Regions from separate parts of the Mus musculus genome. Here region 2 is linked to region 1. A link is a contact called in public Hi-C data. All regions are on one chromosome and are shown on one strand. Each heading gives the region's core, a stretch centred on a gene start, on an enhancer-like site or on the middle of the called end of the contact. The rest is flanking DNA. Distances are from core to core; before and after follow the strand shown. Region 1 holds the start of Atp8a1 (ATPase, aminophospholipid transporter (APLT), class I, type 8A, member 1). Region 2 overlaps Grxcr1 (glutaredoxin, cysteine rich 1).

Region 1 (5,969 bases), core at 2,404-4,903:
ACCCACTTTACACATCTGGCCTTGGCTGTTTTTCCAACAACTTTTATCAAATAACAAAACTCAACAATCTGACGGGTTTTGCTTTGTTCCTTCTTCATAGCGATGTGCACACTGAGGTACCCCTCACACCTAGGTGGGCTCTTACAGGAACTGGACAGATATGTGCCGAAGAATGCCCATGTAAACTACTCCAAACTCTCTCTGGTTCTCCGTCCCCATTTTCTCTGCACTACTCCATGACCCATCAGCCACAGCGCCTGACCAGCAGAACCCTTCCCCATGCTTCTTGTCTGACCTGACATGGTTCGTTTGGGGTGCCACTTTGTTACAAGGATTTGGCTCCACAGTGGCTGTGGAGGCTGGCAGTGACTGTATATCAGTAGCATGCTTCAGTGAGGAATTAGATTAGGCAAAATCTAAGACCTTTTCCAAATACTCATCAGCTGTGTATCCGAGTGACTCACTTGGCATTGACAGTGCTCTGATCCAGCAGGACTCCACCTGTCCAAACCTACCCCCTCCTCCTTCCGGGGTTTCCCTCAGCCCGTAGCCACATTCCTGAAGTCTCATGTAAGCCTTGCTCATTTTTAACCATTTCCTTCAAGCCATTATGATTACCTTCACCACTTTCCAGCTCTGAAACAGATGGCAATGTCCTTGAAGAGCCTGCTATCTGCAGCTAGCAGCATGACCTTTGAACCTGTCCTAAGTGTGACTGTTCTAGCACCTGGACCTCCTTAATCAGGATCCACATTTAACACGATCCCCTTCTGATCCTCCACACCTGAAGCTGGCACTACAAGTGGGCTCTGCAGTCAGTCCTACCTACTCACTGGCTCATTATTAAGCAAAGACCGAAGTCCTACACTTCCATAGCATGTGTGCCACCCACAGCAAGTCCTGTGTTCAGTTAACAACCTACCCACTAAGAGGATCTGCTGCCCACTTTATTTAAGCCTTTTCTTTACACCTTGGCTGTAAACAACTTTCAAGTGCACAGTAGCTGTGCGTCGGGCCAATCTAGACTGGGGGAACAGAAATCCACACAAGTCGCTTCAAATGAGGAGGAATGCCTTAACCCTGCATAGACTTCTGAATAGCAAACTAGGGCAGGGGGCCTAAGGTCAGGCCTCCATACTAGATCTCTTCCACTGAGGCTCTTTACCCAGTTCCTGCTGCCTAATTTGGTATTACTTTCAGGGCATACTACAGTCATCCATTTTCTCTCCTACTAGCCCCCTTCAATTCTGCCCCCTTTGGCTTCGATTTTCATTCTTCCTCTAACTTTAAGTTCCCCAGTAGTGATATAGTAGCATGGGAAATTATTTATTTATTTATTTATTTATTTTACAAATCCCCAAGGTTACAAACTTGTGACTCGATTGGGGTTGGCTGCCTTTGTGTCAGGCGCCCATCCTGTTCTAATGGAGGCCAGGGTGAGTGCAGTTTAGAATAAGGCCTTATCTAGCAAGAAAGAGCTGTCAAAGGAGATTGTTCCCTCTGAGAGGAACCTGTGGAAGGCCAATCAACAGGCCACGCCCCTCCTCCTCCCTCCCAGCCCCCAGTCCCAGAGATATTATCTGCTGGCTCATATTAAAGTGAAATCAACCAATCCGGAAGAAGGGTCATTCCGGAGGCGGAGGCAGCAGGAGGACCCTGACACCGATGGATACTCAGGGCTGCACAGACTCAGCAGCAGGAGCGCTTGTTTTCTTTCTGAGCCCCTGATACAGTATATCACTGAACTAGCTGTTTCCCTTTGATCAACTCATTGAGCCATTCTGAGCCAGGTCTCCTCAGCCATCCTCCTCCACTTTCAACAGCCTCCAGAAGTGGTGCAAGAGCCCCATAAGGCAATTGTTGTGAAAGCGCTCTGAACACAGGAGGTGCCTACCGCTGCCTCTCCATGCTACTGTATATTCTGTCAAAGTGACAGCAGCTTTACCTTGCCTTTAGATTTCTTTCTCTTCCCTCCCTCCCCCTTAATATATGACCTGCTGGTTGCTAGTATTTAAAAACATCAACTGGCGTGATAAATAATATTTTAACACCAGTTATCCTAACTTTGTTGCTTCTATCATTCAGACTGTGGTTAGTGCATTCATTCATTTTCCTCGAAATTGAAAAAAAAATACGCTTATATACTAAATTCTTAAGATGCAGGTCAGTTTTGATTCCCTTGTCTCTTGCCTACATATTAGAGCCCGGAATTCCTATTTTTCACATGAGGTCCTTACAGCTCTTACTACTCCCGCCCCCAGAAATCCTATTCTCCTTGCTTCTACTCCACCTCCACCACCCCGTTATCATCTATCTCACGGTCAAGATGGGGGCAGGGATGAGAATCAGTGACGGTAACAAGATAGATTATTTCTCAAAATAGTGCCATTCCACAACGTTGAAGGGCAGAGTTACTGGAATGGAAAAACAGACAAACAAAAGAAAGAAAATAAAAGTATACCGTTTCCTTTTTGTCCTAGTAAAACCAAGAGGTGTTTATTGAAAGCCTGCCACACGCCAGACAGGAGGAGAAGGGCTCCTCAATCAGGGTGCACAGCACCATCTCAGTCTTTGCCAAAGCGTCCTAGCCCATAACCTAGGGCATCTGTTGCACACTTCCTACAAGTGGAACCACTCAACAGCTGGCCCTGGGTGGAGCAACAAAAGCAGCATGCACCTTACTCAAGTCAGTTCAGTCGGCCGAAGTGCAGGCTTCAAGCAAAAATGAAAAACAAAAATGAAACCTCAAACTAGAGCCCGGTGAGCCACAGGGGGCAGAAGTGCAGAGACTGGAACGCAGCCTGGTATCCACTGAGCACCCAAACCCAATTAAGGCTCTTCCAGCCTAGAGATGCTGGGAACAGTGGATCAAAGAATCTGCGACGCCTGGGAATGGCAAACCCGCTCTTCGGGAAGCTGTGATGTGGGGGCAACACAATGGTGGGCGCTGGAGATAGTAGGTTGGAGGGATCTATTCATGGGCACGGGTAAACTCACTGGGAACAGGCAGATTGCAAAGATTGTGCGCTGTTGGCGAAGGAGGAGAGCCGGGCGAGTGCTCTGGGAGACAAGGACTGAACAGTCGCGTTGCGGTGTAAAGGAAACCTTGGGGCTCCCGCCAGCGCATAAATTCCGAGGTTTTGGATCCTGGAAAGCATTTGCTAGTGCGCTGAAGGCAGAGCTGGCGGAAGGGTTCACTGGCGATCAGGGGCGACAACCAGACTACTGGGAAAAGGAGGAGGGGGTGTAGATGGGATGAGGTGTCTCTTCCCGGCCACACACACACACACACACACACACACACACTCACGTCAGACCCCAGGCTGCTAGCACCTGCCCCCACGCACTCTGGGCGCACAGCCTCCTGCTGCGGCGGTCACTCACCTTCCGCGCGCGAGCGGATCTCCGACACTGTCCTCCGCATGGTCGGCATCTCGACAGCCCCTGCAGGTGGGTCTCGGGCGGGGACCCTGCACCTGTCACGGCGCCGCGCGGGCGGGAGAGCTGGCTGCGCCGCGCAGAGGGCTCAGCTGCCGCGGGGCCGCGCCTCCCACCCAGGGCAGCGTCGCCGCCAGGAGCCGCCTGGGCACTGGACGGGAGGGGGAAGGCGGCGAAGGAGCTGCGTCCGCAGAGCCGCCTAGGTCTCCCCGCAGTGGCAGAGGAGCGGGCTCGAGGGGCGGAGCCGGGGACGGCGCCGGGGGCGGGGTCTGCGGGGCGCGCGCTCACTCGCTGGCCTCCTGGAGTGGGGCGGGGACAGGGCCGCCGAGCCTCCAGGTCCCGCCCAGTTCGGACCGTACCATCCGCGGGGAGGGGACTTCGATCTAGCATTCTCGGCTTCTCGGCCCACCTCGGCCCTCCTTGAGGCCAGTACAAGTGTCCCAAGCCTTAATAAAAGAGGAAGAGCTTCTTTAGCTCTGAAAGCTCTGGCATCCCCTACAGCCACCTTCTGGCTCTACAATGCGATAGAACCGACCGTCCTCAGCGCCAGGGTGTTGGGTTCGGTGTGGGCAGCTTGAGTCTAAGCCTCTGAGACTCTGTGGGTGACGTCTCTGCTGATGTGGGGGGACCCTGCATTCGCCCTCTGAGTGGAATCCTAGCCTATCTCAACACCCAGCCTGACTCCTGGCCTGAGATGAACGTGAACCCTCTGTAGTAGCAGGCTGTGAGACCTGAAGCCACTGGAACGGTTCCTCTTGTCGTTTTAAGGCTTCCAGCCACACAACCTGCGTGGGTGTGTGAGCCCGTACTTCCCACCAGTTCGTCCTCTGCAACCTGTTAAGGCTCTGAAACTGCAACCAAACCAACTGTTGACCACGTGGTTAACCAAGCAAAAATTATGCTGTTTGTGGTTTCTGCTCCAGAAAGTTCGATGCAGTAGTTTATCCTCAAAGCCTAGTGGGGCGTCGGTATAAAATCCATAAAGATGTTAATTACAAGTCGTTATGTCCTAGAGACCAGCACGACCTCAGTGCCTTTTATTTTGTGTAGTAAAATCCAATCTAACAAGTCGAAACAAATGCAGTATTTTTAATTTGTTCCCGATTTCAGCCTCGAGATAGGATGAGGGGAGCTTTGTGTCTAGCAAGCTCCTGAGCAGGGTAAGAAAGGAATAAAGGTAAAAGGTACTGGCTTCGTGTACTGTTCTTCTGGGCACCTAGCGGAAAGAGCCTGTAGCAAGGCTTTTTATTAGTATTCCTTTGAGATCCAGAAAGGAGAGATGGGTAGAGGGTGAACGAGAGAGAGAGAGAGAGAGAGAGAGAGAGAGAGAGAGAGAGAGAGAGAGAGATATGACTGCAACTCGAGCATAAGGAAAAAGACAAATAAATAAAATCCGCTAATAGCATCTTCTCTCCATTCGTGATAGTTCCTCTACTTCCCGGAAGATCTCATTCACTAATCAGAGTTCTACCTCACTCACTCACATTAATACCCAGGCGGTCAATACATATTTATGAGGAACCCTCTCCACTTGTCTCTTATTCAGTGGTTGGGATCAGAACAAAGGAAACATATTATTTCCAGTGTGCTTGGAATCTCCTTAGGTTAGAGCAGACTCAAACGTAAATGTGTCTGTGCCAGCGATAGCCATAATTTAAAACCGTAGTCCTTTGAAAAAAAAAAGAAAATGAATACAGCCTTATCAAGACTGTCATCGCTGGCGGCTTTTACTCCTCCTAGGCTCCATAATCTCGTGTGTGTGTGTGTGTGGGGGGGGGGGGACCAGGCTTCCTCTTGATGGATATAAATGAGTCTGAAACCAAGTGGAAGACTAAGAACCAAGGGGCAGGGAAAATCAGCTTAAAAGTAAGCAAACAAATGTAGGAGTGGGAGTGGTTTTCGGATTAAGATTTTACATGAGATTTTTATGAACCCAAAAATGATCTGTTTGATTTATGAACAATCCCTTCTGTAACTGTTATGAGCCTTTCAGTGAGATTCACGTCTGCTTACTATAATAACCATCTAACGTGAGTTCCAATGGTACCTGTTTTCTGTAGTGCCACCTGACATGTGTGCATCAGCCAAGTTGACAACCTAGGTCATTCAGATAGGAAATGAAAACAGTTTCTCATACAGACAAGATGGCAAGATGCAGCTTGTGGCTTCCCCCTGGCTCTTTCCCACATGCTCCTGTCACAGAATCCATATTGGCAGGAGTACCATAGCTCCTTGGTTTCTGAAAATCTGCTCCCCCACGGTTGTTAGAAAGTCATCCATTTTCATGGTTCAGCACTGTAATTGAGGTTGAGAAGTGCACTAATCTGCATCAGCTTGGTATCAGAGCTCAGAGATCTCACCTTCCATTGTGTGAGACGTGTATCCTGCCAGCCCCTGGCAGGAAACTCTGGTTCTAGCAACATGACCTTGTTACAGAATCTGCAGTTGAATGCAGATGTCAGCAAGCCATTTAAACATTTTCAGGTCCTGTGACTACTTTGCCTGCTGACCCGACTAAGAAGGAAGCAGGC
Region 2 (5,969 bases), core at 1,057-3,556, 250 kb after region 1:
AATTTATTTGTAGGTCCTGGTAGCGAGCAAATAGTTTGCATTGTATAATATTCCATCGTCCTGCCTACTTTAAAGGAAAAGATTAGGTAAGAGACAGGGTCTTTTGCTGATGGTGTACGGAGAATTGGTTGCCTGGGGGGGGGGGGTGACATTTAAACAAAGGTTAAAAGTGGAGGGAGAAGCAGGCGTTTCGAGGACTGTCCATGTGACAATCACATCCTGGTATAACTTGCCATTCAGTTCTCTACCAGTGTCTTTCTTTGGTTATTTATAACTTGCAGGGTCATATGATACCAGGCTCCAGAAAGGGCACACACTCTGCTCTGACCTTGGTCCCTTTCCTCGGAGTTACCTGGGCACCTTAAGCTTATTAACAGGCCTAGATTTCCTCATCTGTTAAGTCTAGGTCACAATTTTCATTACATATGACGATGAAACTAACGCACAGGAAGTCTCCAGAGATACCTTGAAGATACAGTAAACAGGAGTCAGGGCTATGTTTAAATGAACCATTTGTGTCTCACAAAGAAATGTGGAGAAGTTCCCTTCTTTAGAGCTCTGCACCTACACCTTTGAGAATTAGGGTGAGTGGTTAGTTATTTAACACAATGTTAAGATGCATCTATTAACATACATTGAACTAACTACAAGTATTCGCAGAGTCTCATGAAGAGGAAAAGCAAGCAAGGAACAGATGAAGAATATTCTGCCATTTGCAGAAGCCATTGCTCTGTTCCATTGCTGGCCTGCTGATTAAAATCTTCAGACTGGCCTGTCAGGTCATCAAGAAATCTGGGTCTGGTCCCAGAGTGCTTTCTGATGTGCTATGTAACTTAAAGCTAATCTCTTGGCCTGCTTGCTTTCAGGAGGAGGACAAAGGATCTCTCACTTTACTTATCTCAAAGGAGTCTTTCAAAAAAGACAAATGACAACACACACACAGCCACACACACACATTCTCTGAAAATTGTACCCCAGTGTGATATAACTTACTGCTAAATGTGGGATATAATTTGGTAAGGAAGCAAAGATTCTGAGTCACAGTCTACCTCATGGGCAATGGAGTCTATCAACAGAGTGTGAGTTAGTAACCACTCTGGTATGAAAAGGGAAAGGACACAATAGTGAGGTGCTGGGGTTCAGGAGGGTCCAGTGGGGGAGCTGGGGAGCTCCCAGACTTTGGAAGGGCCACTATCTAGTTTTCCACGCTGACTTGGTTGAATCTATATAACTCTGTCATCTAATCAAGATCCTCTCTGAAGCTAGAATTTAGATTCATGACCTCAGACAGTATCATCATGGAAATTTCACTATAAGAATTAAATACACTAAATTTGTTGTTAGCATTGTGTATGCCACTGATGCTCAAAGAAGTTTTAAACGTATGATGATGGTGATGATGGTGGTGGTGGTGATGATGATGATGATGTCTTAAGACTGGAATTCTTCTGGCTTTTAGATCTGGATTCTTTTAGGTCTTGGAGGTACACTTGAGCAAGGTTTTGAAGACTATCAAAAAGTCTATTCAACCCTGGCTAAGACCTAACAGGCAACTACTGTAAACAGTCCACTGGATTTGCTCCAGGCTGAGGGGCTAAGCCTGTGTCCCTCTGTACCTCTGCTGAACTGGACGTATGGGGACTAATTCCAAGGGCTGATCCAGTGGAGTGAAGGCTTCTGAGTGCCTAAAGATGAGTGGTGATGCTGACACCATTTCACAGTGCCTATTGCATAGCCAGGGCACACAGGCTGACTCAGCCCCTCAGACTCACTCATACCCATTTCCTCCCTTTCTGTCTATTTTCTCCAGATTGTGGGGAAGCTCCTAGGCATCTGCACGACGCATTTCTGAAACCTTTACCAAGGAGAAGAGACCTGTCCTTATTGCTCCCTGGGACTCTTTGAGATCGGCAGACCTCTCAGCAGTGCCTCATCTATGCTGTTCTAGGGTCTTCCATCCTTTCTATCCTCACGATATTGCCATGGTAACCCTCTGGGAGGGAGGAAATGGATAGTGTACCACTGAGGAGCTATTTTTAGATTTCTGGCCAGATGCTTTGACAAATCTGTTGAGGGATAGAAAAATGAACCAAATATAGACAATTTTTGTCAACAAAATTATTATTTAAAATTTATATCATAAAATTGATCTAGGCAGGCATACTTCTAAATTATACCTAATATTCTACTCTAATATATAACCACATTCCCTAACCTCAATTTTTCCCATGTTCATTCAGCCTTTTGTTCTTAGACTGAAGGAGTTGGCAGGAACATAATTATTCAGAATGTGGCCTACATAACTCTTGGAAAACCATTTGTTTAGATCCTGCTACCATTAGCACTGGCTACATTTGTGTGGTGTCCATCTTATGCAACTGTGTCACTGACCTTTCTCCATCTTTTTGAAATGTTAATATGATTCAGTGCAACTTGCAGCATCCTTTATGGATATCACATTCCTCTTAGGCTAAAGGCTCCTCAGATTAAAAGTGGCCATGAAACACAGGACAGGAGGCCTTCAAACAGAGCTAGAGGAGTTTAGTAACATGGAATTTCCCCTTCTTTATGTTTTAAAAAAAAGACATTTGAGGTGAATCCCAAGCTCCCCCCATGCCATTGCACTGTCAGGTAGTACATTCCTTTGGATTTTTACCTAACCTTATCCTTTCACTATCAACACAAATGTCAGAAATGGGCCTCTAAAGCAAACATAGAAAGCGTCCTGTACAATGTTCATCTAGCTACATATGCATTTCTCTCATTGTACCTAGCAAGTTGCAACACTACATTTTCTTATGTATACTGTTATTTCATACTGTAAGCCATATTGCTAAGGACTTGTTTTGATTGCATACTATGATACATACCTATGTTGTATATTCTCATGACTGAAAAGAAGACACATAGTTATTTTAAAAGGATATAACCCAAAGTTCTCTATCAGGAAGAGCTGGTAGTTATAGCAGATCCTCTCCAATCCAAAATGCATCCAGTTCAACATCTGTTCATTATAGAGATTCAAAGAAAATCTTGTACAGAAGGCAGTATCTTTATTATAGCCAATATCTTTATCATTTCTCTACATGAGAAATTCATAGCTAGTACTACAGTCAGTGAGGAAGAAGAAGAAGGAGGAGAAGAAGAAGAAGAAGAAGAAGAAGAAGAAGAAGAAGAAGAAGAAGAAGAAGAAGAAGAAGAAGAAGAAGAAGAAGAAGAAGAAGGAAGAAGAAGAAGAGGAGGAGGAGGAGGAGGAGGAAGTGGAGGAAGGAGAGGAGGAAGAGGAGGAGGAGGAAGTGGAGGAAGGAGAGGAGGAAGAGGAGGAGGAGGAGGAGGAGGAGGAGGAAGAACCACAACCACAACAAATGTTTCTTTCCCAATCAGGTCTTGTATGTGGTGAAGTTGTTTTTGACATCTCTACTTTTTTTTTTTTTTTTTTTTTCATTTTTTTTTATTAGGTATTTAGCTCATTTACATTTCCAATGCTATACCAAAAGTCCCCCTTACCCACCCACCCCCACTCCCCTACCCACCCACTCCCCCCCTTTGGCCCTGGCGTAACCCTGTACCGGGGCACACAAAGTCTGCGTGTCCAATGGGCCTCTCTTTCCAGTGATGGCCGACTAGGCCATCTTTTGATACATATGCAGCTAGAGTCAAGAGCTCAGGGGTACTGGTTAGTTCATAATGTTGTTCCACCTATAGGGTTGAAGATCCCTTTAGCTCCTTGGGTACTTTCTCTAGCTCCTCCATTGGGAGCCCTGTGATCCATCCATTAGCTGACTGTGAGCATCCACTTCTGTGTTTGCTAGGCCCCGGCATAGTCTCACAAGAGACAGCTACATCTGGGTCCTTTCAGTAAAATCTTGCTAGTGTATGCAATGGTGTCAGCATTTGGAAGCTGATTATGGGGTGGATCCCTGGATATGGCAGTCTCTACATGGTCCATCCTTTCATCTCAGCTCCATACTTTGTTTCTGTAACTCCTTCCATGGGTGTTTTGTTCCCACTTCTAAGGAGGGGCATAGTGTCCACACTTCAGTCTTCATTTTTCTTGAGTTTCATGTGTTTAGGAAATTGTATCTTATATCGTGGGTATCCTAGGTTTTGGGCTAGTATCCACTTATCAGTGAGTACATATTGTGTGAGTTCCTTTGTGATTGTGTTACCTCACTCAGGATGATGCTCTCCAGGTCCATCCATTTGGCTAGGAATTTCATAAATTCATTCTTTTTAATAGCTGAGTAGTACTCCATTGTGTAGATGTACCACATTTTCTGTATCCATTCCTCTGTTGAGGGGCATCTGGGTTCTTTCCAGTTTCTGGCTATTATAAATAAGGCTGCTATGAACATAGTGGAGCATGTGTCCTTCTTACCAGTTGGGGCTTCTTCTGGATATATGCCCAGGAGAGGTATTGCTGGATCCTCCGGTAGTACTATGTCCAATTTTCTGAGGAACCGCCAGACTGATTTCCAGAGTGGTTGTACAAGCCTGCAATCCCACCAACAATGGAGGAGTGTTCCTCTTTCTCCACATCCTCGCCAGCATCTGCTGTCACCTGAATTTTTGATCTTAGCCATTCTCACTGGTGTGAGGTGGAATCTCAGGGTTGTTTTGATTTGCATTTCCCTGATGATTAAGGATGTTGAACATTTTTTCAGGTGCTTCTCTGCCATTCGGTATTCCTCAGGTGAGAATTCTTTGTTCAGTTCTGAGCCCCATTTTTTAAGGGGGTTATTTGATTTTCTGAGGTCCACCTTCTTGAGTTCTTTATATATGTTGGATATTAGTCCCCTATCTGATTTAGGATAGGTAAAGATCCTTTCCCAGTCTGTTGGTGGTCTTTTTGTCTTATAGACAGTGTCTTTTGCCTTGCAGAAACTTTGGAGTTTCATTAGGTCCCATTTGTCAATTCTCGATCTTACAGCACAAGCCATTGCTGTTCTGTTCAGGAATTTTTCCCCTGTGCCCATATCTTCAAGGCTTTTCCCCACTTTCTCCTCTATAAGTTTCAGTGTCTCTGGTTTTATGTGAAGTTCCTTGATCCACTTAGATTTGACCTTAGTACAAGGAGATAAGTATGGATTGATTCGCATTCTTCTACATGATAACAACCAGTTGTGCCAGCACCAATTGTTGAAAATGCTGTCTTTCTTCCACTGGATGGTTTTGGCTCCCTTGTCGAAGATCAAGTGACCATAGGTGTGTGGGTTCATTTCTGGGTCTTCAATTCTATTCCATTGGTCCACTTGTCTGTCTCTATACCAGTACCATGCAGTTTTTATCACAATTGCTCTGTAGTAAAGCTTTAGGTCAGGCATGGTGATTCCACCAGAGGTTCTTTTATCCTTGAGAAGAGTTTTTGCTATCCTCGGTTTTTTGTTATTCCAGATGAATTTGCAAATTGCTCCTTCTAATTCGTTGAAGAATTGAGTTGGAATTTTAATGGGGATTGCATTGAATCTGTAGATTGCTTTTGGCAAGATAGCCATTTTTACAATGTTGGTCCTGCCAATCCATGAGCATGGGAGATCTTTCCATCTTCTGAGATCTTCTTTAATTTCTTTCTTCAGGGACTTGAAGTTTTTATCATACAGATCTTTCACTTCCTTCGTTAGAGTCACGCCGAGATATTTTATATTATTTGTGGCTATTGAGAAGGGTGTTGTTTCCCTAATTTCTTTCTCAGCCTGTTTATTCTTTGTGTAGAGAAAGGCCATTGACTTGTTTGAGTTAATTTTATATCCAGCTACTTCACCGAAGCTGTTTATCAGGTTTAGGAGTTCTCTGTTGGAATTTTTAGGGTCACTTATATATACTATCATATCATCTGCAAAAAGTGATATTTTGACTTCCTCTTTTCCAATTTGTATCCCCTTGATCTCCTTTTGTTGTCGAATTGCTCTGGCTAATACTTCAAGTACTATGTTGAAAAGGTAGGGAGAAAGTGGGCAGCCTTGTCTAGT

The links. Hi-C and Micro-C count contacts between places; a contact is called where the count stands out from the background.
Region 2: a Hi-C map of cortical neurons shows a contact between it and region 1, with 2.1 times the contacts expected there. The contact joins the enhancer-like site here to the promoter of Atp8a1 in region 1. A contact is called at or near these places in 2 of 39 promoter capture datasets (the C10 cell line and hippocampal neurons), 4 of 484 Hi-C or Micro-C datasets (cerebral cortex, cortical neurons and uterus) and 4 of 115 datasets of contacts at active chromatin or transcription factors (bone marrow-derived macrophages, forebrain, neural progenitor cells and 1 more).

Annotation. Positions count from the first base shown.
Region 1 is chr5:67,843,778-67,849,746 of GRCm38.p6, forward strand. Atp8a1 (ATPase, aminophospholipid transporter (APLT), class I, type 8A, member 1) reads right to left here and starts at 3,654. Exons shown (of 37, transcript NM_001038999.2): 1 at 3,385-3,654. The coding sequence starts at 3,433.
Region 2 is chr5:68,096,120-68,102,088 of GRCm38.p6, forward strand. The region is part of intron 1 of Grxcr1 (glutaredoxin, cysteine rich 1); the gene reads left to right. Among named protein-coding and RNA genes, the nearest start is that of Grxcr1, 67 kb to the left of the region's middle. Within about 2 kb of position 2,307, at least 30 of the 459 cell types and tissues checked have an H3K27ac peak or open chromatin away from gene starts, as enhancers often do. A contact at or near this core is called in cerebral cortex, cortical neurons, forebrain and 2 more, where this site is marked.